Regions from separate parts of the Zea mays genome. Here region 2 is linked to region 1. Evidence: chromatin contacts called from public Hi-C data. All regions are on one chromosome and are shown on one strand. The core of a region is the stretch at or near the end of the contact, and the rest is flanking DNA. Distances in the headings are between cores, read along the strand shown.

Evidence for each region. A called contact is a pair of places that touch in the nucleus more often than the background predicts.
Region 2: a Hi-C map of ear shows a contact between it and region 1, with 2.9 times the contacts expected there. The contact joins the promoter of LOC100280759 here to the promoter of LOC103629637 in region 1. A contact is called at or near these places in 3 of 25 Hi-C or Micro-C datasets (ear, endosperm and tassel).

Annotation. Positions count from the first base shown.
Region 1 is chr6:100,800,712-100,807,176 of Zm-B73-REFERENCE-NAM-5.0, reverse strand. It overlaps LOC103629637, which reads left to right and starts at 4,723. Exons shown (of 2, transcript XM_020539322.2): 1 at 4,723-5,469; 2 at 6,416-6,465. The coding sequence starts at 5,028. It overlaps LOC103629638 (BEACH domain-containing protein B), which reads right to left. Exons shown (of 40, transcript XM_020539321.3): 29 at 4,451-4,672; 30 at 3,876-4,334; 31 at 3,506-3,796; 32 at 2,984-3,436; 33 at 2,851-2,897; 34 at 2,676-2,769; 35 at 2,281-2,487; 36 at 1,729-1,854; 37 at 1,276-1,643; 38 at 954-1,185; 39 at 1-296. The coding sequence ends at 1,623.
Region 2 is chr6:101,104,341-101,110,500 of Zm-B73-REFERENCE-NAM-5.0, reverse strand. LOC100280759 (sm protein) reads right to left here and starts at 3,360. Exons shown (of 1, transcript NM_001153680.1): 1 at 2,522-3,360. The coding sequence starts at 3,022. The coding sequence ends at 2,660. It overlaps LOC100501641 (Geranylgeranyl transferase type-2 subunit alpha 1), which reads left to right. Exons shown (of 8, transcript NM_001196321.1): 5 at 1-754; 6 at 831-1,020; 7 at 1,091-1,268; 8 at 1,527-2,126. The coding sequence ends at 1,921.

The DNA.
Region 1 (6,465 bases), core at 3,474-5,973:
AGGATGCTGGATGGACCGAACATATCTCCCTTCACGCAGTGTATGAAAAATACAAGTCCCATCTTTTGAACCACTGATTACAATGTCAAGTTCCGTGCTAACAAATAAGCATGTTATGATGTCATCATGCCCACATAAGATATGAACAGGCCTTTCCACTATAACTTGTTCCTTTTCTGAAAGTTCAAAATTGGCACCCCTGATTTTCTTATCAATTGGTCTTCCACGAAATGCATGCCAGATCATAACAGTTGTGTCATAACTACCAGTTGCAACCACGTTCCCGTCAGACGAAACTGCAGCATAGAAATGGAAAATACGGCAGAATTTCATACAATGACGAAACAATGTGATACGGAGTACCATTCACAGTTTTTTTTACAAAATGCAGGAAACATAACGAAGACAGAAAAAAGGCAGCCTAGCTGAGCTGCCTTTTTTTCTCGAAAGCGCATGAGAACTGCGCATCATTATCATTAAGCAGAAAAAGTTTTATAGGGCCAAAAGACAGCCCAAACCATACAAAGCACTCCTTACGGGGGCCAAAAACAAGCATACAAGAAACATTCCATAAGGTAAAAACTAAAGGAAACCACCCTTAGAGAGAAAGACTAACGACACTTGTATCCAGGTAATATCTATATAGACATCATTACCGAACTGAAAATATACAAATGGTCTTGGTGTTGGTGCACTATGTTATGCAGTGGCCAATAGACTATATTCAGTATTAGAAGTTCTCATAGGTTACTGCACGCCAAAACCATAATGAGACATCAACTCACTACTGTCATTTTTTAGGGGCTTAATCCTGAAAAAGGCTCTGTATATTAATTGGAATCTCTTTATTTGAATACAGTTATTTTTTCTGACAGTAAAAATCTAGTAGCTTAATTCAGGAAAATTTGAAAGAGAATGAATAAGCATAAACACATCAAAAGTCTTATAAATACCTGCAACACAGCTAACAACATCCTTGTGTTGCCTGATGCTCTGCATAATTCTTCCATCACTAAGAGAAATTATTTGAAAACTGTTCTCCCAGTTTCCACATAAAATCAAATAATTATCACGACTATTTTGCATCGTTGCTAAGAATTGTCTTCCAAACTTAACGTTTTCAGCAAGGAAAGTGCCAATTTTACGAGGAGAGATAACATCTGAACCAATTCCAAAGGAATGTTCCTACAAAAAAAAAGAAAATGTAATAAACAAAAGTTACTGGGATACCGATGCCTTCTTTAACATTTAGCAGTGCCTTTAGTCAAGAAGAACCTGTGGTCCGGAATATGTGAAATTTCCACCTGACTGCAGGTGTGTTGTCAACCACAGCTTTACTGACAATATGAGTCCCTCATTCATCAATACAACAGTGTTCTCCAACAAACTTATAAATAGTATAGCACACATGTGGCTGGCCGTACTACAAACACTTGATGTTAATGTTAGCGACTGTGGTGCAAAATACAGTGGATGAGCAATTGGGATGGGAGGCCCTCTTCTTGGATGCTTCGTCCGGAAAATCTGGATTGGTGTCTGTCCAAAATTTGCTATCTGATCCTCAATAGCAGATTTATGTAACATGTCATCCATATTTTCCAGATCAACTGCACCTTCATATGTCACGTAGTAAAATATGTTTGCTGCCTATCCAAAATGTATGCATGAGTTAGGTAGTATTCTATTGACAGTGTTTCAATGATGATGGAAATAGCAACACAGTTGCACCTCAACAGCTGGTTGTCCACGCTGCTTGTAACCAAATATGAGGTCAATCCAGTTATGCAGATTAGAGCTCACATATTCACTTTCAAGGGCTTCTCTGTTGATGTGGATGAATTCTTCAGGCGATCCCTACAGTTTTGTATGTATTAATCATATAGCAGAAGGAAAATTTGAGATGAGATACGAAATGTAACATGTTGTGAAAGCTAGCACATCATCACCTTCAAGCTATGAAGCTGGGCTATATAACAGTTTGCAAAAGTTATTCTTTGCAATGGTAAACTTATTAGGATTGAATTTGCGAACTAAAGATGGCCAAAGCCAGAATATAAAGAAAACATTATGTGAAGCAAATTAGCCGGGGATGTTTGAGAATCTATTTTATATTCAGAAAGCTAGATATACCCTCTGTATCTGAGAACAGTACATGTTTTTACTAACACAGTTGCACCGCTAAATTAAGTGTCATTAGAAAAGCAACAGAACTATCCTGGTCAATCCATTCTCAATAAAAGAATTATGACAAATATAACTAACAACAAGAGGAACTATTACCTTTGCCCATGGAGGGAGAGCAACATCGCCTATAGGTTCCCCATCCTGCTTGACACCAAGATGATATGAATTTGAATTTTCAAGAAACTCAGGCATGTAAAAGAATTCTGGAATAAGCTCTTTGACGTCACTTGTATTTGATAAGCTATTTATGTAAGCGCTCTCAATGCTTTGGAACAAACGATCTGCATGGTCAAACTTGCCACCCTGCACAAGTGTCAGACAGGCATAAATGTAAATAATATGACAAGATCCCTTATTTTGAACTGTGGTGAAATACGACAAGAGAAATTATGTATCGACAAATTCGTGAATAGTGTTTTGAAAATAATAGCTATGTGCTTGAATTTTAAGGAAGCAATGATAAATATTTCCATAATGAGTTAAGTGACAACCTGAAAATTTAGATGCAGAGTTGTAAATGGCTCAAGCCTAAGCATGTAATGAAGAACGATTCCCATGCTAGAGTAGTGAGATCCGTAATAAAAACTGCAGGAAACAAACATGGCTGTTATTGCAAAAAGAGTAAACTAAAAAAGGAGAACACTAACAAATGAATAAAGGTTCAACCTTGGTATATCAGGGTCACAGAAACTAAGATATCTATCTTCAAAAACCTGCCCAATAATGCATTACTAACGTGAAGTTATGATAAGGTGATGATAGCCTACAATTACAAATAAGTACACAATAGTAGCTGCACCTTGAAGCGGTTTTCATCCAACGCACCAACTGGTTTTGAAAGATCCCTGAAAGTCGATGACTTGTTGAAATCAAGCTTTTCAGAGGTGTAATCAGCCAATACCCATGGAAATATAGGATACTGAGTTAAGTCATTGTAAGATCTTCCAGCAAGGGTATTTAAAATCACAAGATACTCAAAGTTACTGATTTCCCTCCTTTTCCATCTTTCCCTGGCATTCTCAGCCATTTCAAGTCCAACTCGCCTGTCCACGAATGAAATGATATTATTTTTGTCTTTGGTACTTCCTTTAGGGAACAAAGCTTCATTCCTAAGAGAAACTAACAAAGTCCCAGCATTTTTAGTATCCTTTTGGGAAGAAAAGTTTAAAAATATAGGTGCAGTTGAATCATCAAAGAAGATCTCCATTGCAGTATATTGCAGTAGGTAGCGTGTCCAATGAACTCCTTTTATCTGTAAACATGTATGGAAGGAGATTAAGAGAGTGAGCAAGTGAGAGGAAAGACTAGGGGAGAGAGATACCTTAGTTATGTTCCACCTTTTGTGACGTTTGATCTTGTTAGACTGGTTTTGCATCAAAACACCATTGGTTTCAATCATACTGTCTCGGCATCCGTCAAGTCTGTCCACACCTCCCAGCTCGTTCTTGCAGTCTGAATCTTTTTTGTCTTTAAACTTGCTAAAAACAGATGATCCTCCAGTTCCTTCAACCAAAAATTCAAAAGAAAAATGCATGACAGTTCGTGTGATATCCAGTTGTCCTGCTAATTTTCGCTTTGGGGTAACAAAAACACAACGAACTGAACATAGCACCTGCAAAATGGACAATGACCAGAAATCAACAATCGTTTTCTGCTTTCAGATGAAATGTATACTAAAGCTTTTTCTTTACCTTTGTATAATCATTATCTCCATTAGTAGATGATGGCTCTTTCTTATAATGTGCAGAAGCATGATGATCAGAGGTATCTGCAGCATTATTAAGGTTTTGGCTCTCTGAAGGATTACTCTGGGAAGATTCACTCGCGTCATTAGTGTCTTCAAATTGTTCGTAACTACTATCCTCTGTGATTCCCCGCACTCCTTTAACAAGGAATTGCTTCATTTTCTGAGTAATTTTGGCACTAATGTACAGCTGGTCAGCTAAAGTTGCTGTACTTTCATTCCTTGACTGTGAAGGCTGACATAATCGTTCATCAAATTTGTAATTACGTTTGAACTTGAACCGCCGCCTCCATCTATCCTCTGTCTTGTCAAGTTTCCAGTGAGTCACAACATCATTTGGAAAAGGGTTAGCAGACCATGGTCCTCTCTCATCCATCAGAGCACGGGAAATATGTATCCACTTATCCTGATACAGAAAGCAAATAGTTATCTCCCCCCTAAGAAAAGCAAGTAGTTACTGCATGACAAATTTTCTCCTTAACAAGCATTTGCGTTGGTTGAATTAAAGAAAGACTCGGTTACCCTGATAATTTGCTGATCCTCGCGGAAAGCAAGTTGACAAGCTGTCTTTCTATTGTCATCCGCTGAAAGCACAGCAGTAATAGTTAAATGTATCTCATCTTCAATGGCCTGCGCTAGCTTTATCTCCGTAGCAGAACACTCGTTAAGCTTCATGCGAAGATCCTGCAGCTTCTTTAAACGATCAGCCTGAACAGCCTTCATGTGCTTAACCTCATTAGCAGCCTGTACACCAATAAAGCTGATCATTGTGAAGGTATAATAGTTAAGGGTGCTTGTGTAATCTTCTGGGCTAGGGTTTTTCTCCTGTATCCCTCGTATACTCTATATATGGTCCTATTGGGGGGGTCTTAATTTTTGCCAACTTTACGAAATTCACTTAACCATCAGTCATTGACAGCTCAATCACTGACATTGTATTTTATATGTCACTGGCAAAAGGTTAATTTTTCCCGACCCTTCCCTCTGCTGCTCTGCCCCCGGGAAGATCAAACTCTGGTCCTAGGGGCGGCCTCGTCAATCTTCGACTTTTGTTTTCAGTCGCGTCTAGTCGTTATGCAGGAGCAGTCAAGCTGGTGTCATGGAGTCCGCACACGGGAATTCGTCGTCCGCGCACCCGTCCGTCAGACGAAGGGGAATCTCCGCGCCGCCGGTTAGAGGAGTTCGCGTGCCGTCCACGGCGCGCACCGTCCGTCGTGGGAGCCTGTCGTCACAGTTCCCATTGGAATCGACGCAGAGCCGTATGTCTTCGTCTTTGTCGTCTTCGCGCGAACATGTGTTTGCTTGTTCGGGATCTGAGCGTCGTCGCGGCGCTCGTCTGCCCATCTCCGCACCCATCCCCGCTAGTCCCTGCTGTCCGCAGGGCCGTCACCCGTACACGCGGCCGGCGGAGCTGTTGTCTGTCGCCCTGTCCGAATTCAGGGGCGGAAGGAGGGAAGGTACCGACCGACCGTCCGTCTCCATCCATCTTCAGGAGCGGAATGGACGTCCGACCACCGCAATCCCCATCTGTGCGGTCAGAGGTGTGCACACATTGGTGCTCTGTGTTTTCTGCCACCTGCTGCTATGGCCTATGGCTGGTGGTCTGCTATGCTGTTCGACTAGACCACTTGGGATCCTCCGTGTGGGTGGTGGTTTCTCCTGTTTAACTATGCACCTCTGGTGGATTTCTCTCTTGTGTCGTCTCTTTCGCTCATCCTATTGAGGCTCTTTTTTTATTTAATTTCATTGCATCAGTCCATTCCAGTTCTACACGCTACAGTTTGTCCATGCGGAGCGGAGTCTATAAATTTATTGTCAAAGCAGTTAACTTTTATTCTTTTTCTTTGGTTAGCTGAGCTCATCTATTTAAATAATCATTATTGATGTGATTACGGGTCGGGTTTAGGTTTTATGACTTCATTTCTAGTACCTTTTACTTTTAGCACCTATTAGCATTCTCGTTTGGATCTCTAAGTGCTAAAGTTTACTAAAAGTGTACTACAAAACTTTAGCACCGTAGATCCAAACAGGTCCTACGTCCTCTTGTCTCTTTCCTAGCTATTTTGTTACAACGACCGTCTATTTATCGTCATCACCATTCTATGAGAGAGTTTGTTTCAGCTTAAAATTGGATTCTAGCCGCCAGAAGCAGCTTTTGGCAGCTAAACGCTCCACTCAGTCCGCTTATGTGAGAATCGCTTTGGTGAAAATCGTTTAATCAACATGAACCTAGAATCTGTCGCACGATGGAAGGAATACGTCCCTTTCTAAACTCTAAACCTTATAGACCACTTCATCTTCCTCCGCACGTAAACCTCACGATATTCAAATTCTCCCCACACCTAGATTCTCTAGGAATCTAGATTCTAAAAAAATTGTTATAAAAAGCTGAACCAAATAGGCTCTATATCACTGCATGTTGTCTTGCAGGAGTGATATCTCTGTTCTTCCTTTAACTTGATTTGATACATATCTTTATTCTTGTAGAGGCCAGAGTTTTCAAAGCAAAGTTCATAGTTGAAGACTTGAAGTACTAT
Region 2 (6,160 bases), core at 2,111-4,610, 300 kb before region 1:
TAATCCAGCAGAGCAAAGGTTTTGAGTCAAAGCAGAAGATTTTTTCCGAGGAGTTTGAACTTGTTACTCAAGCTCTTTTTACAGATCCAAGTGACCAAAGTGGATGGTTCTATCACCTCTGGCTTTTAGCTCAAACATCTAGTCCAGATAACCCACAGCTGATTGCTTCATGGCCTTCTAATGCTGCAAAGCTCAGTTTCTCTTTTATCAAGGAAAAGGCTGAGCAGCACACACTGTCATCCGTCTGGTCAAGGACTGTACCCATTGTTCTTTATTTTAATGAGCCTGTCAAAGGATTAAATCATTCAAGTGTGAACTTAAAGTCTGATTTGGAGTTCGGTAAGGATATCCAATGGAGGCCCCTCACAATGGCAGACTCTGGGTACTCTAAATGTTGGGCCACATATCTTCAAATTACAAATGAATGTAGCAGTTTGCAGGAATATTCTGTTGAAATGAGCATACCCTGCTCGGATGACATTGTGTCTAGAAGTGGCTCTAACTACAACTGTCCTGTGCATTTTACATTTTACATTGAACTGATCAGCAACAACGCAGCCCAGGGTTTAGATACGTTTGATAAGCCAGTTGCCTGGAATTGCTCAGACTCATTCCAGTCTCATGGAAACCGTGATCCTATCCCTTTGGATCTGCTAAACATTACTAGTGCCTTGGTCGAACATGACTCAGATTGGCATTTTGAAAGGCTGTCTGAGGAGATAGATCTTTTCAGAGAGTTAGCTGATGACAATAGGTTATGCTCTAAATTCGTTCTGAATCTCCTTTTCCATGATTATAACCCAAATGCCATAACATACTCCCTTTTCCAGCAAGTTTGGGAAGTTGACATTAGCCCGGCTATTGCTTGCTTGTGCTGCTATAAAATCCCGTGGAAGATCTCTAATTGAAAGGAAGGGATACTGTGAAGAGGCACTGGGGCTCTTCACTGACTTGATTCACCTGGATCCATCTCATAAGCAGTACTATGAGGATGAACGGAGCTTAGCCCTGATGGATAAGGTAAAGAATGTTTTGAATAGACTTTGCTTAGGGATAATGTGCTGCTGTCTAACTTAACTTTTTCGTGCAGTTAACATGTGACATGGAGACTTTCACGAAGCATTGTTCTGTTCAGGTTCAACCAAATTCAGCTCCCCTGCATCATGTGCAGTTTCGCAGATTGTCTGTAACACGCATCGGATTTGCTGAGCGCCTGTTGTGGGTTCAAATGCTGGACCTAAGCCATAATAGTCTTAGATCAGTCGAAGGTTAGTCTCGGAATCATCTCTCTTATGTCCACTCCAAGAAAAAGCATAGTATGATCTTTTAACTGTAACAAGGCCTGCGAATTAGCTTCCCAGATGCAGTTGGCCTGCGACAGCTTCTCAAATGCAGTTGCAGAAGTGATAACTATATTAAACTAATTTGTATTTTTTAGATAATTGGCTTAGTCATTGGCAAATGCCTGAAGGATAAGATTTGAGAAACAGGCTTTGGGTTGGTAACTTTTTTTTGTTCTTTTTAAGGTTTGGAGGCTTTGCAGCGCCTTGTGTTCTTGAACATCAGCAACAACCAGATCAGTAGTTTCACAGCACTTGAACCCCTTACGAAGATAATCTCACTGAAAGTTCTGGATTTGTCGTTCAACGAGATTGGAGCTCACTCAATTGACACAGCACGGTATATCTGCCCGTCTCCGTTCTCACACAAAACTGAAGCAAGTGAAGCTTTTGAAGAGTACCAGGAGGTAAATAATATCAACGTGACGGAATACTGGGACGCCATATTGTTCTTCAGATCTTTGAAGCTGGCACAGCTTGATATCAGAGGAAATGCAGTTGCCAGCAAGGACGGCTTCAGAACTCTTGTCGTGACGCTCATTCCTTGTCTAAAATGGTTTGATGGTGAAGGTGTCAGTTAATCGGTGGAGTTCCACTTAGGAGTTGGGCAATCTTGGTAGTGTCAAGGCTCACTATGTGAACTATTTTTTGCTAGAAGCCATTGATTTGCTTCATATGCAGTGCTGTATTTGTTTATGCGAATCTGAGACATGATCATGATGTTACAGAGTTCTGAATTTTCAGGATTGAACTGTCATAGGTCATACAAGAAAGAAGATGTTATCTAATTGCAAGTTGTTCTACTTTCAGAATTCTTTAATAAGTTTATTTATTAAAATAGAACAGAGCTACACTGCTACCATTTACATTTTTGTTGTGAGCGTTGCTCTCTTCCAGAGGTTATCTGACGATGATGTTGTAATTGAACTTTGGGAGTTTTGAATGCAGTTTATGTACTACAGATTTTCTCCCGTTCTCTTTTCACAAGGCCTGAAGCTAAAATCCCTTGTCAGAGGCTCTTGATTCTAGTGTCGCAGTCCCAGACTTAACTAGTCCAACAATCTGTAGTTTCTATTTAGATGCATTCTTCTAAACTTCTGTTTTTGTTGATAGCTGTAGCTCTGGAGCTAACTAAAGACTATGTAAAATAAACTCTGCATCATAGTAGAAAATAGAAAAGCTTATGTATGAACTCTGAAGTTTTCTAATAAACAATCCTTCAAAAATAGGAAACACCAATCATGCCTCTCAGTTTCAGATAGCAGAGATGAGCCCCAGTAACTTAGTACATGCGTAGTGTATTCCCTTTGAAGCACGATTCACTCAAAACACAGGAGCGACATCTTCTCTTCAACGGAGCAATCGACCTGGCACGACGACCGGCAGGCGGCCGGGATCAGGATGAGCCCCAGGCACCGCTGCTCCGTCGGAGGCGAGCAGTGGCGGGCGCTGCGGTACTCTACGGCGTCCTGGAGGATGATGTTGCCCTGCTTGTCGATGCAGTGGAACAGGCCGTGGAAGTAGCGGCCGTCGTTGACGCCGATGAGCATCCGCCGGAACAGCAGCTTCCGGAGCTTCGCGACAGACGGTGAGCTGCTGCCCACGGGCGCGGTGGAGCTGTTGCGGTACGTGTCTCCAGAATCCGGGATGGCTTGCGACGGCCCTGGTGCTCCTTCTTCCATTGTGCTAAGGATCCCCTCTGGTAGTGGTAGATGAGCATGGGCATGGGCATGTAACAGGGTTAAAGAAAATTTGGATATGGGTTCTGGTACGCAGAATTACTAGGCAAGATTTTATGCCTGGTACTTAAGGATCTCGATGGCAGGGGTGGATAATTTTCGCAGAAAATTTCGAAACTGGTAGGTAACTGGGTCAGATCCGAATACAGATAGCTTAGCTATGGTTTTGGGTGCTCTGTTTCGAGAAGTAGGAAGGGAGGAGAAGGATCGGGCGTACCTTCTACGCGCTCGTCGCCGGGGAAGACCTGGAGGAGGGCTGGGTGCTCGCGTTCGGGGCCGGGAAGACCTGGCGTGGGTGGTCGTGGCCGGGAAGAAGACCTGCCGGAGGGCGGCGGCGCTCGGCTGGTCGGAAAGAAAATGCGCGCGATAGAAAGGCCCACTATAGCCTGGATTGGACTTGATTATCTAAAGTCTCTTTAGAATTCCTTGGACTCTATCTAACTAGACCTAATGGACCTGCGATCCAGACTTGAGTGGATAGTTAGTTGGGCCAAATTCAAGGCCCAATTTGGACATTTACAGATACCAAGACGAGTGTTTGGCATTGCTGCCAAGAATTAGGCCGAAGTGCCTCGTCCATCAGATCGAGAAAACATCCTTTTTCTCTAAAACATGCCTTGTAAAAAATAATAAGATAGTTAATTTCGCGTTCTTTATACTACGATCAAAGGAAAAAACAAAATCTCTTAAATTATTTTAAATGTCTCTCAACTCCAAACGACAGTCGTCCCCATCAGATCGAGGAGAACGTCCTTTTTCTTTAAAATATGTCATGTAAAAAGTAATAAGATATTTAATTTGTCGTCCTTTATACTATAATTAAAGGAAAAATCAGTCTCTTAAACTATTTGAAATATCTCTCAACTCTAAACGATACTTAGAACTCGTCAATTCTTAACCTTATCATCAATCCTTTAAAAACCTAAACAAAATCCATAGTCAAGGGCATGATTGTGCAAACAATCATTGTGACCTAACCTTAATTTACCTCTATAAAACACATGTACCCACAATAGTATTGGGTGTCATTAATAACTAAACCACAGAGGGACTAGATGCTTTCAGGCCCAATGAGAACAACAACATCAAAGTCGAGTCGCACGATGTCTAGTGCTGAGCCGTGTCACCAAACTTGAAGGCCACCTCAGCAAAGAGGAGGACTAATCTTATCCACCCTTAGCCCCAGCTGAGGTATTAGAGGTTTGGATTGAGCAAGACAATTTTGTCGTCCGCGACATGGTGTGTGGTTAATATTGCTAGAGCAGATATTAGAGGTCAGTGCTGGAAGGAAAATGTGTCATAGAGCTATTTCTACCATGTTTTGGTGATTAAGTATCCAACACACCACATTGGACTGCCAAGATGAATTGAGTATGAGCACAGTGAAAGCATCTAGGGCCCTGGTTGGTTTTAGTGATTAATGACAACGTAATGTTATATGTGACTAACGTGTGTTTTGCAGAGACAAATGGTAAGTTAGGTCGCATTACAGGTAGAAGTACTACAATGGTGAAAACAATCCCGGAGATAAGAACTCGAAGCGACGGCTAAAACGACGAAACAAAAAGTGAAGGACTACGTAGTCCGAGTGTCAAGGAGTTGTGGACACTCGTGATTTAGTTAGGTCTTTTATTTTGTTTTAGCCGTACTATAAAGACAGGGGTTGTCAATTAGTAGTTTGACCAAGAGAGTTATAGTGTAGTGTTGGTGCATATTCACACTCACATATAGTGCTACGTGACACTCTAGAACATACTCACAAGTTAGAACGAAAACCGATTTGAAAAACAGCGGAAAATAGAAAATAGGGTTTCTGACTTTGGGGCACCGGACTGTCCGGTGTGCACCGGACTGTCCGGTGTGCCCTCTGCCAGGTGGGGCCAGGCGGGCCCAGGGGAAGGGTTTTCCCCACGCAGAAACCCGAGAGTGTAAGGTTCCCGAGTGGATTTTTAGTGGTGCACCGGACAGCGCACCGGACAGTGCACCGGACTGTCCGGTGTGCCATCAGCCCAACGGCTAGCTGTCAAAACTAGCCGTTGGAGTCGACCGTTGGCGCACCGTTGGCGCACCGGACTGTCTGGTGTGCCCATGCGCAGAACAGTGCTGGTAACAGCTAGTTGGTGGGTGAGGGCTATTTATACCCCCTCCACCCACCATATTCAGTGTCTTGCTGCCCACATTAATTCCTGCACATTGGTAGAGCATTGCAAGCACCAAAAGCCTAGTGCGAGATTAGAGAATCTTAATCCCGCATTTGGACCTCATTAGCGCTAGCGAGAGCCACCTAGAGCACACACCACTTGCATTAGGCTTCTCTTGGTCAAGCGAAAGTCTACAGCTTGTTACTCTTGGTGATCGGCATCACCTAGACGGCTTGGTGGCGTTGGGAGCTCGGTGATAACCGTGGAGATCTTGTTGGTGACCTGACTCAAGTTTGTAAGCAGTCGTGAGGGATCCACCGCGCCGGAGTGGCAAAGGATCATCTCGTAGTGAGCACTTGGTTCTTGCGAGGACCAAGGGGGAGCGATACCCTTGCGCGGGTGCTCCAACGAGGACTAGTGGAGAGTGCCGACTCTTCGATACCTCGGGAAAAATTGGAGAAGTATTCTAAACCTTGCTTTACATTCTGCACTTAATTCAAGCATTTTACATTGTGTATTTGTTTAGCAAGTATTTGAAGTATTGTCTTAGCATTGTTGTATTTCTAATATTATTCTCTTAGTGCTAGTTGTTGGGGTGAAGTTGGGCTCTTTCTTAGGTTTTAATTAGTGTTGATTTTAAAAAAAGCCCAATTCACCCCCCTCTTGGGCATCGTGATCCTTTCAATTGGTATCAGAGCCTTGTTGCTCTTAGATTAGCTTAACCGCTAGAGTAACGATGTCCGGTGGGGATGGACCTCCTCCCGTTTTTATGGTGACGATTTTCCATATTGGAAAATTCGTATGTAAGCATATTTAGAGGTTATAGACAATGGTGTCTACAAAGCCACCACACAAGGATTCCCCGAACCTAGAGATCCCACAAATCTTGTAGGTGAAGAGTTTAATTATGAGAAATGGAATGCTAAGGCCAAAAACACCC